Regions from separate parts of the Hordeum vulgare genome. Here region 1 is linked to region 2. A link is a contact called in public Hi-C data. All regions are on one chromosome and are shown on one strand. The core of a region is the stretch at or near the end of the contact, and the rest is flanking DNA. Distances in the headings are between cores, read along the strand shown.

Region 1 (4,610 bases), core at 366-2,865, 360 kb before region 2:
GAATTGGGGTCTCGTCCGTCTCAGATTTGGAGGGCCATCATTGAGGGCTCGGACATGCTTAACCAGGGAGTTATTTGTAGGATTGGTAACGACCGTACCACCAACATTTGGGAGGATAACTGGATCCCCAAAGAAACACCACCAAGGCCCATAACCTCACTAATACCGAACCCTCCGAACATGGTCTCAGATTTGCTGCTGTCCGCAAGTGCATCATGGAATGTAGACTTGGTTCGTTCAATTTTCTTACCAATTGATGCAGAAGCTATTCTGAAAATCCCGGTGTGCACCAGCAATGTGGAGGATTTTTGGGCCTGGGCTCCGGACAAGAAGGGTAAATTTTCGGTGAGTTCAGCTTACAAGTTCCTAGCAAAAAGAAAGCTTCAGCGAGAGAATTGGCTGGAGGGAATTCGAGGTTCATCGATTTTCGAAGTCGAAGAAAAATCTTGGACGTCCCTCTGGAGTCGAAAGGTGCCATCAAAACTCAAAGTCTTTTCGTGGAGACTCGCTAGGCACTCGCCACCTACGACCGATGTTTTACATCATAGGAACATGTCCACCCAAGATGCTTGTCCCCTCTGTGGGTGTGAGGATTCATGGAGACATGCGCTTCTTTCTTGCACAATGTCTAGAAGTGTCTGGGCATTATCAGATGAGGAGATGGTGGAAAAAATGGTCGACAATGAGGAGCCTAGAGCTAAACACTGGATGTTCGAGCTCTATGACACACTGGACTTAATCACTAAATTGGCGGTGACTCTATGGTCAATCTGGTATGCACGAAGGAAAGCGACCCATGAGGGTATCTTCATAGTCCTATGCAGACTGTAGCTTTTGTGAATTCCTACATCCATGATCTGGGGCTAACTCCGATCAATGGCACACGACAACCTCCCATTGTTCGTGACCCTGTTGACGCCGTGGAAAGGTGGCTCCCCCCTCGAGAGAACTATGTAAAAATCAATGTTGATGGAGCGATGGCAAGGAACAAATATAGATGAGCGGTTGTTGCGGTATGCCGTGACCTAGGGAGCTTACTTAGGCTCGTCGGCTGTAGTCCTTCAAGGTGTGTTTGATCCAGTGATTTTGGAGACCTATGCATGCAGGGAATCTCTATGGCACAGGATCTCGGTCTTGAGAGGATAATGGTGGCTTCATATTGTCAAGGGGTGATCAACGATATCAACCAAGGGATAGGTGACCCTCATGCAGCTATCATTCATGAAATAATAGGGTGCAAATCTAGCTTCCCTATGTGTTATTCCTCTTTTGAACGTAGAAATTTTAATTTCGAGGCTGATAACCTCGCCAAGTTCTCCTGTAATCTAGGATTAGGTAGACATATTTGGTTTGACAATCCTAATGACCCAAAGTTGTATCTATAAATATTCCTATTGAATCAATAAAGCTTGGCGAGTTTTCTAAAAAAAAGCTTGTCTAGAAAAAACCTAGTCAAGCATAATAAATTTCGGATTTACTCAAAAACAAAAATAGATTTCGGATAATAATAGAAACAATTAAAGGAACTTGGATTCCGCACGGCGTGAGACTGACAGACGGAGCCCGGGTGGGCAACGACTCCCCGAGCAGCAAAGCATCGCATCTCGTGCGACACGAGCACGACGACAGACAGAGCCCTCGACCGGACCAACAAACGAACTGTGCCTTGCCTGCGACTGCGAGCGAGCGAGCGAGCGAACCGAGGAGGACAGCGCAACCGCCGGATCGATCCGCCCCCTCCCCCTCCCCGCCGATCGCCACCGCTCCCCGTCGACTTCGCGCGGACCCGGCCGAAGGCGCCGGCCATGGGCTGCTCCTCCTCCGCGCCAGGTCGGTTCGCGTGCCCCTCTGCCCCTCCTTCTCGATGGGATTCGCCGGGCACGCTCTGATGCCGCTGCTGTGGTCGCCCGAGCTTAGGTCGGAGGTTCGGTGATGTTCTGTGGGGGGTTTAATTTGGACCTCGATTAGCGCCCCGGGCCACGGCGTCGGTCGTTCGGCCGCACGCACATTTTCTTAGTTTCTAGGGTTTGGAGCGCTGCTTAGTGGTAGATTTGTATGATTGCTTGGAGCGGTGCGTCCGCGGTCGGTATGTGGGTGCGTATCAGTGGGGATTGGGAGAGTTTGTAGCTGGGGCAGAAGAATTAGGCGCTTGCTCACTTTAGCGTCATGTTTGAGCACACACCTATTTTTGTCTTTCAGCTAGAAGCACTGGAGGGCTGAACAATATCAACGGTAGCTCTTCCGCCACCGATTCAAACGACTTGCGTGCCAAGGTACTCCTTCTATCCTTTTGGCTGCCTTTATTCACATTGCTTGCGGTATCAGCACAAGCAATTGTATTGTGGTTGTGCATTCGTACGACATTAGAGCCACCCCATTGTACGGTACGGTATTATAGACAGGATGGCCACTTTCCAGATTCAGATATACGAAATCCCTGAAACAGCATTCCAAACATAGTTCCCCCCCTGCAATCTTCAGTAAAATACATTAGAAATATGTTAATTGCGGTTGTATTGTCTACTTGTTTGTACTGTAACACCTATATTTTCTGGCATATGTGTGAAACATGAAATAATTTTATTGTGGAGAAGCTCTAGTATACAAGGTGGGAAATATGTAATTGCTCAGCTCAATATTTGAAATGTAGGATATCTTCGGTCGTACTGGACTAATTTGTTTATATCTGTGGCGAATGTCGAATGAAATAAAAGGCTGTCAACTGCTCTAATTAATTCACAATTGTTGTGGTCTAATGAGCATATCGGTACCACTATTCTGAGTAATACTCATGCTTCCAATATGTGCATACATTTAGCTTGTTTCGTGTGTGTGTGTTTTTTTTAATAGGCATAGTCCATGACCAAGGTGCTGCATTACGCTTGTTTGCATGTTATTGCAATCAATATAATCCACATGGGATGTAAGCTTTACCATTTGTTGCAGTTACATGCTTTGTGTGAAACATTTTCTCATTTTATATAAAATATGTTACAGTAGTCTTGTTGTTTAGAGCGACTCCTATTTTGTTCATTCTGTGAATGTGATTCTCTCTTGATAGTGGGACGTCTGATATAACAGAAGCAGAAATATTTCTGCACCAGAGTACCAAAAGAACAACAAACCAGAAACTAGCAAACCTACTTAAGAGAGCAAAAACCTGAGCCAAAAAGAAGAAATGAACTAGAAAGTTAGCAAACTTGGTAGTTGCTTCGTATTTATGCATATGGATGATTGCGCACTCTGTTTATGTCAATCAACCCATTCATTGCATTGTTGGCACATTTTACTGTGCCTAATTATAATTTACGACTCTGTTTGATGTTTCCATTGTCTTCATGCTGCAGTTGGTATTGCTCGGAGACTCTGGTGTTGGAAAAAGCTGCATCGTTCTTCGCTTTGTTCGCGGTCAGTTCGATCCAACTTCCAAGGTGACTGAGCTGCAAATGAAAATGTTACTTCCACCTTAGATCAATTCCCTCGCTCCACAGGCTCCATTGTTTTTTTTAACTTATTTGTAAATAATTTTAGGTAACTGTTGGTGCATCATTTTTATCACAAACATTGGCGTTGGAGGATTCGACAATAGTGAAGTTTGAAATCTGGGATACTGCTGGACAAGAGAGGTACATATCTGGTGCTCTAGTTATCCTATAACGTTAGGATCATGTCGTTGATGAAGTGAGAACATTGTTTATCTTTTCTCCACAGGCTTAGTAATATGTCGCATGAGTTTTTTACTTGGTTGCACCCACTTGCATTTCTTTTTCAACCAATAAATCAGGGCTAATGTGATAACTTTTCAATTTTAGATATGCTGCCTTGGCACCTCTTTACTACAGAGGAGCTGCTGCTGCGGTTGTTGTCTATGACATAACTAGCCCAGAATCATTTAAGAAAGCACAATATTGGGTGAAGGTAATCAATGCTAAGCCTCTTTATTCTGATGTTTTACATGTCGATTTTGTTGGTCTTTCCTTCAGTGCTGGATTTGTATATGTGCTCAAAACTCTACTGTAATGAAGGCCTGTATTGTACCGTAAGACTGCTGATAGACTAGAAATATATTGGAGATTACCATCCTCTATTTGAAGAATTACCACTTAACAACATTGGAAGTGAGCATAATCGAAGTGCTTGCGATTTACTTCTGCGCGGACCTTGCAAATATGATTATCATCTTATTTTGTTGATTATATTGGACTATCATAGAGTTGTGAATTCAGTTATCCTTCCCACTGTTTTATTTTTTGTCTGAGACTGAATTGTTTGTATTGATAATTTGCTTTTTCTATTTCGTATCCTGCAGGAACTTCAAAAACATGGTAATCCTGGTATTGTCATGGTTTTGGTTGGTAATAAAGCTGATCTACATGAAAGTCGAAGCGTACCTTCTCAGGTACTGTTTTACACTTAACAGTGAAGTTGGGATAATAAATATTTAATGTGCTTTAGAAATATCTGAGGACACTGTACACTTTCTGTAGGAGGCACAAGAGTATGCAGAGAAGAACAGTATGTTATTCATGGAGACGTCAGCAAAAACATCTGATAATATAAATCAAGTATTTGAGGTATGCCCTCAAGAGTAGGCTATTTATCTTTGCGTC
Region 2 (4,570 bases), core at 680-3,179:
TAGGATCCTTCTTGGTTTCATGAATCCACGGTGGCGGTTCAACACCAACCAATCCTACAACCCGTTGCCGCCATCTTTCAGGCTTCACCTTCCCGGTAAGAGCCCTGTCCTTGATCGGTAGCCCGAAGATCATCGCAATATCCTCCAAAGTTATGGTCATCTCACCAAGAGCAAAGTGGAAAGAGTGCATCTCCGACCCCGAACGGCCCGTAAGGGCAGTAATGGCCGTCAAGTTCAGCCATGGTGTTGTGCATTTAAAGTTGAGCACAAACCGAAGAAGATCCCTTCTTCTAAAATAAGGCTTGTAGCGACGGTCATATATGAGAGATTCACGTGGGTTGTGGCCCCTCAGTCGAAGAATGGTGGAACAAAAAAACACAATTTTGTTACTTGTCTCAACTTGTCACAATATGAAAATCAAAAAATGTAGATACATAATTACCTTCTATCTTTCCACTAGCACAATACTTCTTCTCATAATAATCATCAAGGCCGGGATACTTATCCGCCTCAAACATTCTACATAATAAGTCTAGCAACAAATAATCTTAATATTCAACATAATACATTTTTAAGGGTACACCATGTTTCACCATGGAGAATAATCTTATGATTCAACATAATAAGTTTAGCAACAAACAAAACACAAACAACTAATTTTAGGGTTTCACCATGTTTCATCTATAATAATCAATCTTGACTGGGAAAAAATTGGAGGAACGGAAAGAGAATACTCCAAGCAACTTCGGGAAGATCCGATCTACTCCTTCTGATGGCAAAAATGGAGGTTTAGGATTGAATTTGGTGGAGAAGGAGCGAGGGGCGGAGGGCAGTTCGTCTGCCTGTGGATCGAGGAAGAAAGCGTGAGTGGTGGGTACCACCCGCGACCCCGCTCGACTTACTTAATCTAGGGCAGAAACGTCATTGATCCTGGCGTTTCCAGAAACGCTATCCAGATCATCGTTTCTGTCCTGCCACGTCAGCGAGCAACGCGTGCTCGGTCTGAGAATGAGCCAGGGCAGAAACGCTACCTACCTCAGCATCCATGGCGTTGTAAAAAAATCAAATCGTAAAATACTTACGTGTAGAGTTCAGTTTGTGACAAACATGACTGACAAGGTAAGAACAGTTATTTGAGAACGGACGTTTGGCTCCCGGGAGCCATGAAGGCCGAATTTTTTGAAAAATTCAAAATTCAAAAATTTTAGTTTCAAAAAATCTGAAAAAAATATACAACTAAACAAGGATGTGATCCTTGTACGTGCAAAATTTCAGGTCGAAATACTTTGAAACGCGACCTGTATAAAAAAGACAAATTCATGGTCTGAAATGATGAATAGTAACATGTGTTAAAAAGTTTTAGATTTGTCTTTTTTGCACAGCCCTCATTTCAACGTATTTTGTTCTGAAAATTTACACACTTGTGTATTATACCTTCATCTATCTATGTATTTTTTTCAGAATTTTTTGAAATATGAAAATGCAAATTTGCATGAAATTTAAAATTTAAATTTAAAGGTCTTCATGGAGCTCGGGAGCCAAAGGCAATTTCCGCAGTTATTTCGGCCCTTAATTGTACCGTTGTAGAGTACCATCATCTTGGAGATGCTGTGAAGATACCAAACGTGTCGACCGAGATCATCTCCGTCGCATCCATCCGATCGCCCTCGCCCTCGCCCAACAAACCACTGTTTCCTCCGCACGCACGAGGCGACCACGCCTTCCAGAGCCTTCCGGCATGGCCCCGCGGGACTCAGGCCCGGAGCCCTCACAGACCCCGCCAGGCGGGCCAGGGGCGTCCCGGACCCGCACGTCATGGCGTCCGTGTACAACTCCCGCACCGGAGCCCGAGCCGCGGAGGGGCAGAAAATCCCAAACCCCTCCGCGCACGAAAGAAGCTATAAATAATGGCCAACTAATCCCCTCTCTCTCTCTCTCTCCATCTCGCCCGCCTCCTTCACCGGAACGAAGGAAATCATCCACCGCTCCACCGCCGAGACCCAGCGGCGCCGGCGAACCCTCGATCCGCCCGCCATGGCCGCCCCGACGCCGCAGGGCGAGGCCTCCTCCTCCGATCCGTAAGACCCCGCACCGATCTAGGGCTCCTATCCTCCCCCACGCTTCCCGATCTGGCTGATTGTTTTGCTGATTTCTTGATTTGTCTTTGGGGCGGCCGCAGCAAGTCGAAGAAGGACTACTCGACGGCCATCCTCGAGCGGAAGAAGTCCCCCAACCGACTCGTCGTCGACGAGGCCACCAACGACGACAACTCCGTCGTCGCCCTCCACCCCGACACCATGGAGAGGCTCCAGCTCTTCCGCGGCGACACCGTCCTGCTCAAGGTGCGCGCCATGTCCCAGGCCTCCGAGTTTCTAATCACTTCATCTTACTTTATTATTATCTACTTACTGGCTAGACAGAGTGGCCAATCTAGTGAATTTAAGGTGTGTTTGGCCACACTTCTTTACTCACTGGGCTCTAGATAGCTGGTATATCTAGTATGCGATTAGATAACTTAGCTCGTTGGTCCGATTAGATAACTTAATTAATACCAGTGGGTGAGGAGTTACTAACTGCGGACTCCTGGGAGTTGAAAGCTTTCTCCTTTATACACTAGTATTTCCTTAACAGTTCCATTGCATTGCATGATGTAATTGAGGTACCCCTGTTTGGAATATGGTAGTATATTGATTGATGTGTATTTCTGTTTACCATGGAAACCGCAATGTTTGCTGCAGTTGGTATTTTTATAATTATAATTATAAGGAAAAGTGTTCGAATCATCTGGCTGATATAATTATAGCGTTCCATGATTCTGTGGGGCTAGACGTAGAGTGGAACATGTTTGATAAGTTTGGATGCTTCTTTATTGCATATTATACTCCCTCTGTTCCTAAATACTTTGTAGTCCGGGAGAACTAGACTAGTTCTCCACAACTACAAGTATTTAGGTACGGAGGGAGTAATTGTTACTATTATTTTAGCAAGCGAACTACTAGTACTTCATTCATGGCTTCTGACATTTAGGATCACTGTCTTACAGGGTAAGAAAAGGAAGGATACAATCTGCATTGTGCTTGCAGATGACACTTGTGAGGAGCCAAAAATCAGAATGAACAAGACCGTCAGGAAAAACTTGCGAGTGCGACTTGGTGATGTGGTGTCTGTTCACCAATGCCCAGACGTGAAATACGGCAAGCGTGTGCACATACTTCCTATTGATGACACAGTTGAAGGCATTACTGGAAACTTGTTTGATGCCTTCTTGAAACGTATGATTTCTTTATCACTGAGATATTCTCCTATCATTTGTCATGGTCAAGTCAGTTAACCTCCAGTGCTTAGCATATCATCTGGGTTCTAGTGAGCTGTTCGCAACTTTGTTTATACAATCTTGAAAAGCTAACACCTTTGTTTATGAGTGTAAATGGATCCTTTTTGCGGGCACTCGCATTTAGTTTTCAGCTGTCATACTAAAACTGCTAATTTTCCCATGATATAGTATTGTAGTCTAGCCTCTGAACTATCTTCATAGAAATAAAGAAACCCATAGTACCTTATGCTACAGTTTTTTGACGCTGCTGCTGATAAGGAACCTTGAAATGCCTTGCCCTGCAGCCCTTCTGTTAATAGTGTATTCATCTATTTTTTCAGCATACTTCCTTGAAGCTTACCGTCCTTTAAGGAAGGGAGATCTTTTCCTTGTGAGGGGAGGAATGAGAAGTGTGGAATTCAAAGTTATAGAGACAGACCCTGCAGAGTATTGCATCGTTGCACCCGACACTGAGATATTCTGTGATGGTGAGCCTGTTAAGAGGGAGGATGAGGAGAGGCTTGACGATGTTGGCTATGATGATGTTGGTGGAGTTAGGAAGCAAATGGCCCAGATCAGAGAACTGGTTGAACTCCCACTGCGTCACCCTCAGCTTTTCAAGTCTATTGGCGTGAAGCCTCCAAAGGGCATATTGCTGTTTGGTCCACCTGGCTCTGGCAAGACCCTTATTGCTAGAGCTGTTGCCAATGAAACAGGTGCATTCTTCTTTCTGATCAATGGCCCAGAAATTATGTCCAAGTTAGCAGGAGAAAGTGAGAGCAATCTCAGGAAGGCATTTGAAGAAGCTGAGAAGAACGCACCATCCATCATTTTCATTGATGAGATTGATTCAATAGCCCCGAAGAGAGAGAAGACCAATGGAGAAGTTGAAAGGCGTATTGTTTCACAGCTGTTGACTCTTATGGATGGACTTAAATCCCGTGCACATGTTATTGTCATGGGTGCTACAAACCGCCCAAACAGTATAGATCCTGCCCTCAGAAGATTTGGTAGGTTTGACAGGGAGATTGATATTGGAGTCCCTGATGAAGTTGGGCGCCTTGAGGTTCTCCGGATTCACACCAAAAACATGAAGTTGGCTGAAGATGTAAGTGGTCTTCATTAATAATCCCTGAATGCAATATCTTTCTGGATGATTGCTCAATTTGATGAAATCTGTTCTTGATTGACATTGCTAATTGCATTGCAGGTGGAACTGGAACATATTTCAAGAGATACTCATGGATATGTTGGTGC

Evidence for each region. Hi-C and Micro-C count contacts between places; a contact is called where the count stands out from the background.
Region 1: a contact with region 2 is called in a Hi-C map of seedling, with 3 times the contacts expected there. The contact joins the promoter of LOC123449464 here to the promoter of LOC123449463 in region 2. A contact is called at or near these places in 1 of 6 Hi-C or Micro-C datasets (seedling) and 1 of 1 datasets of contacts at active chromatin or transcription factors (embryo).

The regions. Positions count from the first base shown.
Region 1 is chr4H:553,141,821-553,146,430 of MorexV3_pseudomolecules_assembly, reverse strand. It overlaps LOC123449464 (ras-related protein RABF1), which reads left to right and starts at 1,615. Exons shown (of 8, transcript XM_045126701.1): 1 at 1,615-1,830; 2 at 2,200-2,273; 3 at 3,348-3,431; 4 at 3,532-3,626; 5 at 3,813-3,918; 6 at 4,310-4,399; 7 at 4,488-4,574. The coding sequence starts at 1,806.
Region 2 is chr4H:552,777,560-552,782,129 of MorexV3_pseudomolecules_assembly, reverse strand. It overlaps LOC123449463 (cell division control protein 48 homolog E), which reads left to right and starts at 1,929. Exons shown (of 9, transcript XM_045126700.1): 1 at 1,929-2,078; 2 at 2,180-2,342; 3 at 3,044-3,272; 4 at 3,655-4,421; 5 at 4,524-4,570. The coding sequence starts at 2,035.